2 separate regions of the Triticum aestivum genome follow, and region 2 is linked to region 1. The links are chromatin contacts, called in public Hi-C maps. All regions are on one chromosome and are shown on one strand. The core of a region is the stretch at or near the end of the contact, and the rest is flanking DNA. Distances in the headings are between cores, read along the strand shown.

Region 1 (2,813 bases), core at 82-2,581:
TATGTACCATACTTGTTATGTTGCTTCGACGATCTCGAATCTTATGAGTAAAATAGTTGACGTTTTTAAGCAGAAGAAACATCTTTTTTTTTCATCGGTGGCGCTCTTTTCGAGAGATGCGTTATTGTCATTCTAATTAAACATTTGCAATATCATCGGACATTTCAGCTTATTGCTTTTGAACGGACAAGCGTCCTTTGTGATTTGAAAACGCCTTTATGGATGTTTATCTAGTCTAGAGCGGTAAATATGCACCACCTGAAAACATACCCTCTCCATCTGAAAAAACCCAAGTGCTAGACATTCATTTGAGGGACAAATTTTTCCGGACGGAGGGAGTACTAAATAGTAAACCCTGCTATGCTAAAAAAAACTGCTTTAACTGAGATAATCCTAGAACCTGTTGGAACAAACCCACCGGCGACATACGCCGAACCGCCCTCCGGCGATGAACGCCAGACAAAGGTAGAAGAAGATGAATAGAATTTTCCAGCGACGAACGCCCCGGCCGCCGAACGGCCTGTATGTTGGCTTCTATTCAACTCAACTATTCAAACACACATACATGGAGGTACACACGCACACACGCAGCACAACCCCGGAAGAACTCTCACATCGACCGAGCGCATACCACGGTCCTGACTGAGACTACATCTTCCATAGGCCCCTTCCCCTCGGCTTGGTCCATACCGTCACCATGGCGCGGCAACAGACCTGTGCACCTCGACCAATACACATGGTTTGGGTCTTTATACCCGTGCACACACACCAGGCTGGCTTGCCGCTGCATGCACTTGGCCACACCGCAAGTCACGCACGCACTAGCCTAACAGCCACAACATTAGGCCACTAACCCATGCACTAACTACCCACTGGAATCTCTCCACGATCAACAACATCCGGCTGTGCAGCTAACAACCATGCATGCACCAGCACAACGGCTCGGCCGCCACTCACGCACCGCTAAGTCAAGATTATAGCTATCAGAACCTCCTATGTGATCCAAAAAAGAAGCATCATAGAGTACACCATCCAATGTCATAGAATGTATATTAGTGGAGTTGAGGGGGGTACACATGGTTTGTACTCTACTACTAATTTAGTGCTCAAGGTTGATATTCACAGCACAAACTTAAGCCCAAGTCCAACCATACTAACCTTTTGGTACAACAGAAGCATATATGCTAATTAATGCAATAGCCCATGTACCACACTGGAATCTCTCAAATATATCCACAAAACATTTTCCCTAATAAAAATACAACATGACTACCATCTCACAAACTACTCTTGTGGGGGCTGCAGTGCTGGTGTAAGATAGTGTGTCCACATAGCAATTTCCAGTGTGTCATGGTCATGGACGCTTGGATGGGGCAGTTGGCCGTAGGGCCCAAGGGGCAGTAGGTTCCAACGACCTCTAACAACTAGGGAGAGTGTGGCTGCTGCTTTAATGCCACTGGAAGTGAAGTCCACTTCGCTGAGAGTGTGGATCACTACCCCTACTCTTGCTACTGACTGCAGATCAGCAGAGCTCCCCTCCCTTTCTTGATTAGTTGGTGACTCTGCTGCTCTACTTAACTTGAGCAGACACACACCTGATTCTAAGTACAGCACCCACCACCACACTCACTTTTTTTTTTGCAGTCCCATCCATCGCAGATCGTCGTTCATAGTCATAATGTGAGATCAGAATCCTCCTGTTAAAGCTAACTAATTACTAAATGAAGTTATGTTGAGTTTCATAAATATGTGACTAAGTCATTGGTAGGTCAGTGCATATCTTGTGAAAAATATTGAAAACAAGCCAAGTCCGCAAAACCTGACAAAATAACTAAAACAGCCAGGAAGCATCTTCTTATTTTGTAATATGAATATACTACCAAATAGAAACAAATCAAATTTTCATAGTTGTTGACACTTGGCAAGATAGAGACTGAAGACTAGTTCTAATGTAATGAAGGAGTAATGATCGTTGCTCAACTTCTCCTGCTGCAGAGTGTAATGCCAGTAGGGTAGGTAAAGTTTATATGCATTAAGAAATTAAGAAGCCCTAAGCTCCATGTGCCATTCTCTCAAGCACCTCACTTAATCCCCAAGAGATGCGCTTGATTGATGACGGACATGAACCAAAGCTTTACTTAATTTGGGGCTTAACTAGGCATGTTCGGGTCTGACTTAATACCCCCACTTCGATGCTTCTTCTGTTTAATTTGGGAGATTAGTCCCATAGCCATGTTCTTAGATTAGTGAGCTTGAAGGGTCATTTATATGCATGAGCTATAATTGGAGTGTGCACAACTGTTCAAAGTAGTGGGTGCCAATCAATGGGCATCTCCATCTAAAACAGGGTCATGTCACGCACTATCTAGTTAGCCTTTGGTACAAAATCTCATCGGTTTTTAATTTGGGTGTCTAAATGTTCAAACATTCAAATTATAGTCTTGAATATTTGCTTAGTTATTCATGTTATCATTCTTCTTCTTTTGTTTCACTTCAGATTGTAACAAGGTTGGATGAATTGTGGCCCTTTCTCGTGCACCTTGTGGCACGACGTGCTTTCGTGGATCGGGTCGACATCCCAGCTCTCCATCAACAAGGACTTCGTGGGCTGGTGGCAACCAGCCATCCAATCCTCGCCCAATACTGCAAGGAAGGGCATGTCTTCACCCATGACATGGTCAGGGCGGATGCCCCGCCCTGGACGTACATGGGCGAAGGTGGTGGCGGTGGGCCTTGCGGCATCACTTCGTGTGCGGTGTGGCGCTAATTTGGTTTTTTTCGTGGCACTTTCTGGTTTGTAAAACTTTTCCTTC
Region 2 (2,813 bases), core at 223-2,722, 38 kb after region 1:
TTACAGTTTCCAATCATCATCAATGATCAATCAATTTGAACACAACAAATTGTAAAAGAAGAATAAAGAATATGTATGTAAATGTGTATATGTCTTGTGTGGAACAAATGAGAAACAGAGGAGCTAATTACTGTCTGTCTGTGCGTTGATCGCCGCCTAGAAATGGCAGTCCACCAGGGCCGACGCCGGCGCCCGGAACGGCAGCAGCGCCGCCGGCACAGACGGCCGCTCCTTCACGGCGAACGTGAAGGAGCCCGGCGATGTCGCGGTCGCGGCGTCGTCGCAGGGCGCCGGCATGTTGAGATCCAGCTCCAGGAGGCTCTTCTCCTTCCTGATCACCAGCACCGCCGCCACGTCGTCCGTGGAAGAGACGGACGCCGACGCCGGCAGGAGCGGGCGGTGCCGCCGCATGTGCCCGCCCAGCGCCTGCCCGGACCCGAACTCCGCGCCGCAGATGGAGCACTCGTGCACCCTCCCCTGCCCCTGCTGCTTGGACGACACGCCGGTCGCCGTAGCTTCTTGCTTGGGCGGCGTCGCCGGGACCGGGATCGCCAGCACCGTCCGATCAACGGCAGCGGCCGGCGACGGCGGTGGCGTCTTCTCCTCGGCGGCCTGCGGCGGCAGCTTCATCTTCTCCTCGGACGACGCCGTCGTGGCCGTGGTGGGCGGGAGCGGAAGCGGGAGGCGCGGCTTCTTGTGGCTGGTGCGGTGCCCGCCGAGCGCCTGGAAGGACGGGAAGCACTTGCCGCACGTCCGGCACTCGTACACGAACTCCCCCTCGCCGCCGTCCGCCGGGCGCCGGCTCCGGAACTTGCCCTCCCTCGCCGTGGCCACCGCGACGTCGTCCCTCACCACCACCGACGAGGAGGAGGACGACGGCCCGGCCCGGCTTCCCTGGCCGCCACCGCCGCGCGCGAGGAGCATGAGGCAGAGCGCCATGTCCTCCTCCTCCTCGGTGACGCACCCGGAGGCCGCCTCGTCCGCGCCAGACCGCCACCCGCCACCGTCCGCCACCGAGGAGGAGGACGACGCCACCTCTCCCGCGGCGCTGGCCGTGGTGACCGCGGTCACCTCGGCCTCGGCGGCCGCGTGCACGCGGCGCCGCTTGCTGCGCTTGCCCTTGACGACGATGGCCGCAAGCGCGGCCGGTGGCGTGCCGTAGCCATCGCCGGCGTCCTCCCCCATGGATCGATGGGCGTGGGAGCGACGTGAGAAACAAGGAGAGGGGAGGGAGGGAGGAGAATACAAGGTGGTGGAAGGAGGAAGGTTGGTGATGGATGCTTAATAGTTTGCTTGCATATGGAGAGTGGGTTGAGAGGAAGGAAGGGATGGAGTGGTGGTGGTGTGTGTGTGTGTGTGGAGTGGTGGTAATAATAAAGTGAGGGTTTGGCTTTGATGTCAACAAGGCCAGGCAATGTGGCAGCTAAGAAGGATTGATGGAGAAAGAAAGAAAAGCTTGCTCATTCATGCCTGCCAATGTGGCAATAAACTACTAGTGCTCATTGCTCATTGCTCAATGGCTGGCTGGCTAGGCCTGTTATTTTGGGACTTGTGCAAAACTAAGAGTGTGGTGTGTCAAGGGCTCTCCTTCTTTGGCTTGCAACAGATTAAGAGGGAAAAAGTAAATGCGACAGGAATGCGGGTGCAAAACAGAGGATGGAAAACAGGGATATATAGTCCAGCGGACTTGTGTGGATGAGTCGCATACGGTACACACAAGTGTGCGTTGATCTTACGCGTTGGAGTAAACCATGTCTTGCATAAAGCTAATATGCCAGCGAAAAAAAATATGCCCGTTAAATATTTACCAGATATTTCTATGCATTTAGCGAGGCAATGTCATCATCCGTGTGTTCCTGCCTGTTATCCCATTGAAAAACCACTGCTTTCCGCGTTTAATCGGTGAAAGAGATGGCGTGGATGTTTTGGTTCCTATTTACTTTTGGTTACAGGAAAATAATACAAAAGGGAACTTTCTTACACATTCCGTAAATCGCGCGCCTTTTCTAAAAATTTATTCACCCCACAAAGGGCATAATCATTAGAACCTGGAATTTTACCTCATATCTTCAATATGTCTACATGGGAGTGTTCCTCTAGTGATTACACTTGGGTGTTTGTAGAAAAAATGCCACGCATGAAGAAAATTATGATGGTTATGTTTGTGATCAACAGGTGTAACTTCACTTGTTTAAGTAGCATGTGGTTGTATACCTAGTTAGACATAATATAATTTTGTATGTTATCTTGGATTCTGCTCTAGTCCCTTCATGTGGGACAGATCTTTCAACAAGATCTACATGGTAGTGGCCAAGATGTTAGAACCATCAAAGGTGAGTGGTTAACCATGAAACCCACCATGAGTCCATAATATAACAATTATCTAATCATCATTACACTCTACATCACCCCTAGAAATTTGATCGAAGATCGCCCGATCCAAGTGCACATTAGAATCTCACAAGTAAGGAAAATAATGTGATTCTTGCTATGTTGGAAAACAGAGATGACATGCTAACTCAAATAGCTCAAGGAAAATCTACTATTGAATCCAAGTCGACGTTTGCCTTTCTTTCACCAATCAAACTAGGAGGTTAATTTTCATAAGCTTGCTTGGAATGTAAGATGATCACTATAATTTTGGAAGAACTTGAAACTTCTACCACATGTCCCAATATAGTTAATTATAGAATGATTTCCACCTTTTACCCCACAGTAGCTGGAATTTGTACATGTGTGACACCCCATTTATTGAACTTGCTCTCAATTTTAATCCAGAGAAATTTCCACTAAATGGGCTAACTTATATTACA

Evidence for each region. A called contact is a pair of places that touch in the nucleus more often than the background predicts.
Region 2: a Hi-C map of root shows a contact between it and region 1, with 8 times the contacts expected there. The contact joins the promoter of LOC123184132 here to the enhancer-like site in region 1. A contact is called at or near these places in 4 of 5 Hi-C or Micro-C datasets (leaf, root and an unstated tissue).

Annotation. Positions count from the first base shown.
Region 1 is chr2A:1,384,795-1,387,607 of IWGSC CS RefSeq v2.1, forward strand. No RefSeq gene overlaps it. Among protein-coding and RNA genes, the nearest start is that of LOC123184132, 38 kb to the right of the region's middle. Within about 2 kb of position 1,332, at least 2 of the 8 cell types and tissues checked have an H3K27ac peak or open chromatin away from gene starts, as enhancers often do. A contact at or near this core is called in root, where this site is marked.
Region 2 is chr2A:1,422,873-1,425,685 of IWGSC CS RefSeq v2.1, forward strand. It overlaps LOC123184132 (zinc finger protein ZAT5), which reads right to left and starts at 1,473. Exons shown (of 1, transcript XM_044596312.1): 1 at 1-1,473. The coding sequence starts at 1,185. The coding sequence ends at 157.